2 separate regions of the Callithrix jacchus genome follow, and region 2 is linked to region 1. A link is a contact called in public Hi-C data. All regions are on one chromosome and are shown on one strand. The core of a region is the stretch at or near the end of the contact, and the rest is flanking DNA. Distances in the headings are between cores, read along the strand shown. Region 1 overlaps ANKFY1 (ankyrin repeat and FYVE domain containing 1). Region 2 has its middle 26 kb from the start of SPNS3.

What was found. Hi-C and Micro-C count contacts between places; a contact is called where the count stands out from the background.
Region 2: a contact with region 1 is called in a Hi-C map of skeletal muscle, with 9 times the contacts expected there. The contact joins two enhancer-like sites. A contact is called at or near these places in 2 of 3 Hi-C or Micro-C datasets (induced pluripotent stem cells and skeletal muscle).

Annotation. Positions count from the first base shown.
Region 1 is chr5:67,887,243-67,892,798 of calJac240_pri, reverse strand. The region is part of intron 4 of ANKFY1 (ankyrin repeat and FYVE domain containing 1); the gene reads left to right. Among named protein-coding and RNA genes, the nearest start is that of ANKFY1, 37 kb to the left of the region's middle. Within about 2 kb of position 3,393, at least 2 of the 16 cell types and tissues checked have an H3K27ac peak or open chromatin away from gene starts, as enhancers often do. A contact at or near this core is called in skeletal muscle, where this site is marked.
Region 2 is chr5:68,077,306-68,082,178 of calJac240_pri, reverse strand. No RefSeq gene overlaps it. Among named protein-coding and RNA genes, the nearest start is that of SPNS3, 26 kb to the left of the region's middle. Within about 2 kb of position 3,173, at least 1 of the 16 cell types and tissues checked has an H3K27ac peak or open chromatin away from gene starts, as enhancers often do. A contact at or near this core is called in skeletal muscle, where this site is marked.

The DNA of each region.
Region 1 (5,556 bases), core at 2,144-4,643:
ACAAACTCATCATTTCTGATTGCTGCATAATATTCCATGGTGTATATGTGCCACATTTTTCCAATCCAGTCTATTATCAATGGGCATTTGGGTTGATTCCAGGTCTTTGCTATTGTAAACAGTGCTGCAGTGAACATTCGTGTACATGTGTCGTTATAGTAGAACGATTTATAGTCTTTTGGATATATACCCAGTAATGGGATTGCTGGGTCAAATGGAATTTCTATTTCTAAGGCCTTGAGGAATCGCCACACTGTCTTCCACAATGGTTGAACTAATTTACACTCCCACCAACAGTGTAAAAGTGTTCCTTTTTCTCCACATCCTCTCCAGCATCTGTTGTCTCCAGATTTTTTAATGATCGCCATTCTAACTGGCGTGAGATGGTATCTCAATGTGGTTTTGATTTTCATCTCTCTGATGACCAGTGACGATGAGCATTTTTTCATATGATTGTTGGCCTCATATATGTCTTCTTTCGTAAAGTGTCTGTTCATATCCTTTGCCCACTTTTGAATGGGCTTGTTTGTTTTTTTCCTGTAAATCCGTTTGAGTTCTTTGTAAATTCTGGATATCAGCCCTTTGTCAGATGGGTAAACTGCAAAAATTTTTTCCCATTCTGTTGGTTGCCAATCCACTCTAGTGACAGTTTCTTTTGCCGTGCAGAAGCTGTGGAGTTTCATTAGGTTCCATTTGTCTATTTTGGCTTTTGTTGCCAATGCTTTTGGTGTTTTGTTCATGAAGTCCTTGCCTACTCCTATGTCCTGGATGGTTTTGCCTAGATTTTATTCTATGGTTTTTATGGTGCCAGGTCTTATGTTTAAGTCTTTAATCCATCTGGAGTTAATTTTAGTGTAAGGTGTCAGGAAGGGGTCCAGTTTCTGCTTTCTGCACATGGCTAGCCAGTTTTCCCAACACCATTTGTTAAACAGGGAATCCTTACCCCATTGCTTGTTTTTGTCAGGTTTATCAAAGATCGTATAGTTGTATATATGTTGTGTTGCCTCCGGTACCTCTGTTTTGTTCCATTGGTCTCTACGGAGTGTCTTTTTACAGCATTTAGTGATCTTTTGTATTTCACTGGGTGCCTAAAGGAATGGCTGTTCTACTGGGTGAGTGAAGGGTTGGTTTCAGCCATCAAGAGGCACTTCAACTGTTGCTGTGTTTTTCCTCAGAGAGCCCAGAGAGACTTTGCTGCCTAGAGTTGCTCGCTGTTTCATCACGGGGCTGCTGTTTTCCTGGGAGGACTCATTGTTCCCCCACATGAAACCAGTAGACGGCTGACTCCTGGTTATTGATGTGGGTTTGCATGCATTTTAATATCTAAATTGAATAACAAAATCAAAAGCAGGTCCACAGTCTGTAGGTGCACACAGTATTAGGTTATTAGCAAAGCTAACTTTACTGTTGAGGCCATTCAGTTAACGCTTTCATTTGTTTGTTAAAATGTTTCAGTGAGTTTTGGTGAGAGTGAAATGAGACTGACTTTAATTAGAGTGAGTATGATTTATGTCTTTATATTTTTTCCAGACTTCCTGAGCTTTCTCCTACTGACCCTGTCAAACTTGCTTATATAAATTAAGTTGCTTTGATACAAAGGTTCGGGTTGGAGCAGTTTAGAGCATTGTAACGGATTCTTTAATTAAACTCTTGTGTATTGACTGAGTAGGCTTCATAACTGTCAACATTACCAGATGCTTCATTTTGTATCGTTGGATGTGATTATTGGGTTATTATCTGTCATGGCTTTCGTAAGAGCTGAAGTGGAAGACACCAGGATTCAAGTGTCGGCCTTTAAAGGGTCACAGAGTGCCCACTGCTGTCCTCGAAAGGAATTACATGTTTGAGATGGTGATTGAAAGGATGCCGACAGATGCAGGCACTTCAATGTGAGGCAGGTGTTGCTTTTTTTTTTTTTTTTTTGTAATGTAGGGATCTCAGCACCATTTTAATGAAAAGGAAGTTTTTATAGTAAGAATTATCAGGAAAATACTTTTTTTCTTTTTTTTTCTACCATGGAGGGCACACTGAAGAAAATACTCTTTTCCTTTAATTTTTTTTTTTTTTTCTTTTTTTTGAGACAGAGCCTTACTGTGTCACCCAGGCTGGAGTGCAGTGGTACCATCTCAGCTCACTGCACCTTCCGCCTTCAGGTTCAAGTGATTCTCTTGCCTCAGCCTCCTAAGTAGGTGGGATTACAGGCGCATGCCACCATGCCTGGCTAATTTTGTATTTTTATCAAAGGCAGAGTTTCACCATGTTACCCATGCTGGTCTTGAACTCCTGACCTTGAGTGATCCTTCTGCCTCAGCCTCCCAAAGTGCTGGGATTACAGACGTGAGCCACCTCACCTGGCTATTTTATTTATCTATCTATCTATCTATCTTTTGAGACCGAGTTTCGCTCTTGTTGCCCAGGCTGGAGGGCAATGGCGCAATCTTGTGGCTCACTGCAACCTCCTCCCCCAGTTCAAGTGATTCTCCCACCTCAGCCTCCTGAGTAACTGGGATTATAGGCGCCCACCATTATGCCCGGCCAATTTTTGTATTTTTAGTAGAGATGGGGTTTTGCCATGTTGGCCAGACTAGTCTTGAACTCCTGACCTCAGGTGATCTGCCCACCTCGGCCTCCCAAAGTGCTAAGAGGCATGAGTCACCACTCCTGGCTAATTTTTTTTAAAAAAGAGAGAATTAATGTATACTAAAAAATGATAGGTAGTATTTTTCTCCTTACAAAATTTTAATACATGTTCAGTGTGTGATATTTGGAAAATACAGAATGATGTAAAGGAAAAAGTCATTTGTAACTAAATCACTGTTCACCTGTCATTTTTCTTTTCAGTAATTTTTCCCACATCCACTTAAGAGTGATATGAAAACTAGACAGGAGTTTTTGGGACATTTAAATATATGCTTGATTTTATACTTTTAAAGTTAGGTTTATTGTTTTTGTACATCTATATCCTTTCTGTACTCTAAAGTTAAAAATAATAATTAAAAAATTCCCTTTGGGTGAAAGTTAATCTGTCTTGCTATTTTCAAAAAGAATATAGGAACTGAGAATCTGACTTTCTAAATAAGATTACGTGTTCGTTGGCATAAATCATGTCAGTTACTATTTATAATCTATCCAAATGGCAAATGGCACTCTGGAGATCCTAGAATTGGTGACAGTGAAATGTCTGCCAGCTTTAATAAAAGATCTCTCTTCCTGAAACATATTTGAGTCCCTTGGCACAATATCATTTGACAGTAAAAAGGAGAATGGAATTTTCAGATTCTCAGCATTTGTCTGTAAAAGTGCTTTGTAAAGTGCTCTACAAATGTGAGTCATTACTTCTTGAGATCACACTGTGTATTAGACTGCCTGTTGTCAGGATATTAGGAAGGCAGACTGAATATTAGTTGTAAAAGTGGTAAAAGCTTTGTATATCTAAAAAGAGGATTTTTCTCCTGAATGCTCTGTTTTCATAGCTGAGGTTAGAGTGACTTTGTCAGATGTTGATGTGGTGTGCTACAGGTTTGGAGAAGCCAATGGTACAGAAAACTGAGGCTTAGAAATATCATGCTGTTGTACAGAACTTATGTTCTTGTTTATTATAACTTATTAATATAACTTAGATATTATAACAACATGATTTTTTTTTTTTTTTTTTTGGGTGGGGCGGAGGAAGGCAGGAAGGGAGAGAAGAAGGACGGTAGGGAGGAAGGAAGGGAGGAAGGGAGGGAGGAAGGGAGGAAGCGGGGAGGGAGGGAGGGAGGGAGGGAAGGGAAGGAAGGGAATCAAGCAATGAGAGAGACATTGCCGACCTGGATCTAGAGGTTTACAAGTTGATTTCTTTTTTTTGAGAGAAAGAAAAAAAAAATAAGTAAAGGAGAGGAAGAAAGAGGAAAAGAAAGAGGGAGAGTAAATGGAAATATTGCTTTATTTTGAAAAAAATTGGGTATTAATAATGGCCCATCAATGTTTCATTTAAACTTATGGGTAGGTGTGGTGTGGTATTGACTAAAATGTATATTTTGTGTATTTGAAGTGGAGAGCTCTATAAATATTTATTAAGTTTAGTTGTTCTGGATCTGAGTTCGAGTCCTTGATATCCTTATTAATTTTCTGTCTCATTGAATCTAAGTCTCGTATCTGGGTGTTAGGATCGTTAGCTCTTGTTGTTGCATTGATCTGTTTACCACTATATCTTTGTTGCTTTAAAATCTATTTTATCCGATACGAGATTTGCAACTCCTGCTTTTTATTTATTTATTATTTATTTTTGCTCTCCATTTGGTTGGTAAATCTTTCTCCATCCCTTTGTTTTGAGTCTTTGTGTATCCTTGCATGTGAAACAGGTCTGGATGTAACATGCCATTGGGTTTTGGCTGTGTCTTTTGATTAGGGAATTTAGTCAGTTTAAATTTAGGGTTACTGCCATTTGATGTTGACTGGCTGTTTTATCCATTCGTTGGTGTAAATTCTTCTTTATGTTGGTGCTCTTTACTTTTTGGTGTATTTTTAGAAAGGCTAATACTGGTTGTTTCTTTCTGTGTGTAATGCTTCTTTCAGAAGCTCTTGTAAAGCAGGCCTGGTGGTAATAAAATCTCTGAGTTCTTGCTTGTTCATAAAAGATTTTATTTTTCCTTCAGTTGTGAAGCTTAGTTTGGCTGGATATGAAATTCTGGGCTGAAGGTTCTGTTCTTTGAGGATGTTGAATATTGGCCCCCACTCTCTTCTGGCTTGCAGAGTTTCTGCTGAGAGATCTTCTGTAAGTCTGATTGGCTTGCCTTTGTGGGTAATCTGACCTTTCTCTCTGGCTGCCCTTAGTATTTTCTCCTTCGTTTCAACCCTGGTGAATCTAACGATTATGTGCCTTGGGGTTGCTCTTCTTGAGGAATATCTTTGTGGTGTTCTCTGTATTACCTGGGGTTGAATGTTGACCTGCTTTGCTAGTTTAGGAAAATTTTCCTGAACAATATCCTGAAGGGTATTTTCCAGCTTGGATTCATTCTCTCTGCCGCATTCAGGTACACCTATCAAACGAAGATTTGGTCTTTTCACATAGTCCCACATTTCTTGGAGACTTTGCTCATTCCTTTTTATCCTTTTTTCTCTAATCTTTTCTTCACGTTTTATTTCATTAAGTTGAACTTTGACCTCTGATATCCCTTCTTCTGCTTGAACAATTCGAGTGTTTAAACCTGTGCATACTTCTCGGAGTTCCTGTATTGTATTCTTCAGTTCCATTAATTCACTTATATTCCTCTCTAAGTTGTCTATTCTCAATAGGATTTCGTCAAACCTTTTTTCAAAGTTCCTAGTTTCTTTACGTTGGGCTACAACATGTTCTTTTAACTCACAGAAGTTTCTTATTATCCATTCCGTGAAGCCTGATTCTGTCATTGGGATGCGCTTGTTCTCCATCAAGTCTTGTTCCCTTGTTGATGTGGAACTGTGATCATCTTTAGAGGGAGAGGCATTCTGATTTTGAGTATTCTCAGCCTTTTTACACTGGTTTCTTCCCATCGTTGTAAATTTATCCTCCTGTCGTCTTTGAAATTACCAACT
Region 2 (4,873 bases), core at 1,924-4,423, 190 kb before region 1:
AGGCAGAGGTTGCAGTGAACAGAGATTGCACTACTGCCCTCCAGCCCGGGGAACAAGAACAAAACTCCATCTCAAAACAAACAAGCAAATAAATATTTTTGGCTGGGTGCGGTGGCTCCTCCTGTAATCCCAGAACTTTACAGGCTCATGCCTGTAATCCCACCAAGGCTGGTGAATCACTTGAGTTCAGGAGTTTGAGACCAGCCTGACCAACATGGTGAAACCCTGTCTCTACTACAAACGCTAAAATTAGCCGGGCGTGGTGGTGGGCTCCTGTAATCCCAGCTATTCAGGAGGCTGAGCCAGGAGAATCTGTTGAACCCGGGAACAGAGGGTGCAATGGGCCAAGATCACGCCACTGCCCTCCAGCCTGCATGATAGAGTGAGACTCTATCTCAAAAAATAATAATAATAATTTCATCACCTCAAAAAACACTCTGTGCCCATTATCAGTCACTGTCTAGTTTCCCCAACTCTTCCTCCCTCCCCGCCCCTGACAACAGCCAACTACTTTTCATCTCTATGGATTTGCCTGTTCTGGACATTGTATAGCAATGGATTATACAGTATCTGGCCTTTTACGAGTGGCTTCTTTCACTTGTCATGATGTTTTCAAGGTTCATCCATGTTCCAGCTTGTGTCAGTACTCATACCTTTTCATGGCCTAATAATATATATATTTATTTATTTATATATATTGAGATGGAGTCTCGCTCTGTCACCAGGCTGAAGTGCAGTGGTACGATCTTGGCTCACTGCAACCTCCACCTCCCAGGTTCAAGCAATTCTCTTGCCTCAGCCTTCCGAGTAGCTGGGACTATAGGTGTGTGCTCACATACCCAGCTAATTTTTGTATTTTTAGTAGAGACAGGGTTTCACCATATTGGCCAGGCTGGTCTTGAACTCCTGACCTCAGGTGATCCATCCACCTTGGCCTCCCAAAGTGCTGGGATTACAGGCGTGAGCCACCACCCCCGGCCAACCTAATAATATTCTATTGTGTGAATACGCCATGTTTTGTTGACCCATTCTTTGTTTGGACATATGAGTTGCTTCCATTTTTTTTGCTATTATGAGTAATGCTGCTACAAACATTCACATCAAAGTTTTTGTGGAACATGTTTTCAATTTACTGGGAATATCCCTAGAAGGGGAATTGCTGGAGCAAATGGCGATTCTACATTTAACTGCTCGAGGAACTGCCAGACTATTTCCCAAAGAGTCTACACCAGTTTCATTCCCACCAGCAGCCGTGAGGGTTTTGATTTCTTCAAATCTTTGCAACCATTTTTAAAATTATTTCTGTTTTTTAATTCCAGTCATCCTAGTGAGTGTGAATTGGTATCTCACTGTGATTTTGATTTGCATTTCCCTGATCATTTATGATGTTACATCTTCAGAAAGAAACGTCTTTACAAGTCTTTTGGCCATTTTTAAATTGGGTTATTTGGTTTTTTTATTGCTGAGTTGTAAGAGACTTTTCCTTTTTTTTCTGAGACAGTCTTGCTCTGTCACCCAGGCTGGAGTACGGTGGCAAGATCTCAGTTCACTGTAACCTCCACCTCTCAGGTTCAAGTGATTCTCCTGCCTCAGCCTCCTGAGTAGTTAGGACTACAGGCATGTGCCACCACGCCCAGCTAATTTTTGTACTTTTAGTAGAGATGGGGTTTTGCCATGTTGGCCAGGCTGGTCTCAAACTCCTGACCTCAGGTGATCCACCCACCTCAGCCTCCCAAATTGCTGGGATTACAGGCATGAGCCACTGCGCCTTGCCAATGATTTTTTAAAAATATATATTCCACATACACATCCCTTATGAGCTACATGATTTGCAAAAATTTTCCCCCATTTTTCTGTGTGTTGTCTTTTGCTTTACGTGTGTTAAGCATATATTGTTAGGTAATACAACTTGAAAATTGTTTCACCTTACTATTTCTTTGAGACAGAGAGAAACAGAGAGAGACCAGGTCTCCCTAGTCGCCCAGGCTGACCTTGAACTCTTGGGCTCCAACAATCCTGCCTCAGGCTTCTGAGTAGCTGGGACTACTGGTGTGTGCACTGCACCCAGCTGAGATTGCTCCGTCTCAGCAGGCTGTTCCTATAACCACGCTGTAACCTCTCGTTTCCCCTCACAACTATTTTCGTCTTAAATGCTATTTAGTTTGATATGGATGTAGATACGCTAGCTTTCTCTTGGTGAGTATTTTCTAGCCACTGACATTCAACCTTCCATATCCTTGTTTTATGCGAGTCTTTTATAAACAGCATGAATCTAGATTTTTTTTTAAATCCAGTCTGACAGCCAATCTGGCCAAGTTGGTGCATTTACAATTGCCGTGACTCAGGCTAACCAGTGGTGCCAGCAATCTACAGGCAGAGGGAAAGGGGTGGCCATTTGTCAGTATTAGCTCTGTGCCAGCCCTGTGAGCTGTTCCCATAGGTGGCCTTGCTGAGTGCTCATGCTGCGTTCACATAAACATCATTACCATCATGTTATAGAGAAGGAGACCAAGGTTTGGCGCAGGTAAGTCACCCAAAGTCACACAACTAGTAAGTGGTAGGGTTGGACCCTGCCTGGCTGCAAACAGCATCTCTACTGCCTGCTGGGTCTCTCAGAGAGGATAGAATTCCAGCTGGACCTTGAAGGTCAGGTTGTGATTAGGCAGATGAGACAAAGAGTTTCGGCCGGCGCAGTGACTCACACCTGTAATCCCAGCACTTTGGGAGGCTGAGGCAGGTGGATCATTTTAGGTCAAGAGTTCAAAACCAGCCTGGACAATATGATGAAACCCTCGTTTCTACTAAAAATACAAAAATTAGCCAGGCGTGGTGGTGGGTGCCTGTAATCCCAGCTACTCAGGAGGCTGAGGCAGGAGAATCACTTAAACCTGGGAGGCAGAGGCTGCAGTGAGCCAAGATCACACCACTGCGTTCCAGCCTGGGCAACAGAGTGAGACTCTGTCTCAAAAAATAAAATAAAATAAATAAAGGGTTTCCAGGCAAACAGGACAGTCTCACCCAGGTGCAGAGATGCAGCAGGGTCAAGTGAGCAGGCCCCCGTTCCACTTAACCCAGCCCACCCACAGGTCTGGCGATGTATGTTGTCCATGCCCAGTTCTCCTCCTTCCCTAACCCACAGCCTGCCCTGCATTCCTCCTGCCTGTAGCAGCTCTGTCCGGCCCCTGGAGCCCATGCACAGGCTAAGAGCTTCCACAGCCATCTGGGAAACAAGGTGGTTGTGTTCCAGTGGAGCGCAGGTAAATGTCAATGACCCGCTGAGGGAAGAGCGTTTGCCAATTTCTATAGTGTAAATGCTCCTACCATAGCCAAACGTCAGCATCACGAAACACACAGAGTTGGGAAGACTCTCACCCAATCAGCTCTCAAAGCTGGAGAAGCCCCCTCCTCCCCGACCCTACCTGCTCTTTCCCGGAGACATCTGCCGGACAGAGGATGGGAATTGTTCTGGGTGCTGTGCCTTCCCAGTGGGGTCAGAAACTTCCTGCCTCTCCTCATCCTCCAGCTGGGCTTGGCGTTCTCTGCCTTTGAGGTAGGCAAACAGAGCTACAGCTGCTCAGAGTGGAGGAAATTGAAGCTGAAAGAGAGCTTGTCCAGGAAATTGTAGGAGACAACCCATGTGGAGCTTCATTGTTCTGTTTTGTCTTGTTTTTGAGGCAGTGTCTCACTGTCGCCAGGCTGGAGTGCAGTGGTGTGTTCTCTGCTCATTGCAGCCTCCGCCTCCCGGGTTCAAGTGATTCTCCTGCATAGCTGGGACTACTACTTAGGTGAGTGCCACCACGCCCGGCTAATTTTTGTATTTTTAGTAGAAATGGGGTTTCACCATATTGGCCAGGCTGGTCTCGAACTCTTGACCTTGTGATCTGCCTTGAGTTCACTCTTATCTCCCAGGTTGGAGTATAATTCTGCAATCTCATCTCTCTGCAACCTCTACCTTCCAGGTTCAAGTGATTCTCCTGCCTCAGCTTCCCGAGTAGCTGAGATTACAGCCATGTGCCACCATGCCCAGCTAATTTTTGTATTTTTAGTAGAGACGGGGTTTCACCATGTTGGCCAGGCTGGTCTCAAGCTCCTGACCTCAGGTGAGCCACGCACCTCAGTCTCTGAGAGTGCTTGGATTACAGGTGTGAGCCACTGCGCCCAGCCTTTTTTTTTTTAAATAGAGGCAGGATCTCACTCTATCACCTAATCCAGAGCACAGTGGTGCAATCATAGCTCACTGCTCACACTCACAGTCTCAAGCGATCCTCCTGCCTCAGCCTCCCAAGTAGCTGAAAATACAGGTATGTGCCACCACGCCTGTCTAAATTCTTTTTTAAATTGTTTTGTAGAGAGGAAATCTTGCTATGTTGCCCAGGATAGTCTCAAACTCCCAGCCTCAAGCGATCCACCCACTAGGCCTTCAAAAAAGTTGAGATAACAGCCATGAGTAACAGTGACCAGCATAAGGGCTGTTTTTGAGATTGAACCAGAATATGGACTTGTAAATTGGGATTTTTTTAATGTAATGCTTGAAAACACCCAGCCAGGCACGATGGCTCACTCCTGTAATCTCATCACTTTGGGAGGTAGAGGCAGAAACATCACTTGAACCCAGGAGTTCAAGACCAGCCTGGGCAACACAGTGAGATCCCTGTCTCTAAAAATTAAAAATTCAGCCGGGCACAGTGGCTCACGCCTGCAATCCCAGCACTTTTGGAGGCCCAGGCGGGTGGGTCACGAGGTCAGGAGTTAGAGACCAGCTTGATCAACATGGTAAAACCCATCTCTGCTAAAAATACAAAAATTAGCCAGGCATGGTGGCTTGTGCCTTTAGTCTCAGCTACTTAGGAAGCTGAGGCAAAAGAATTGCTTG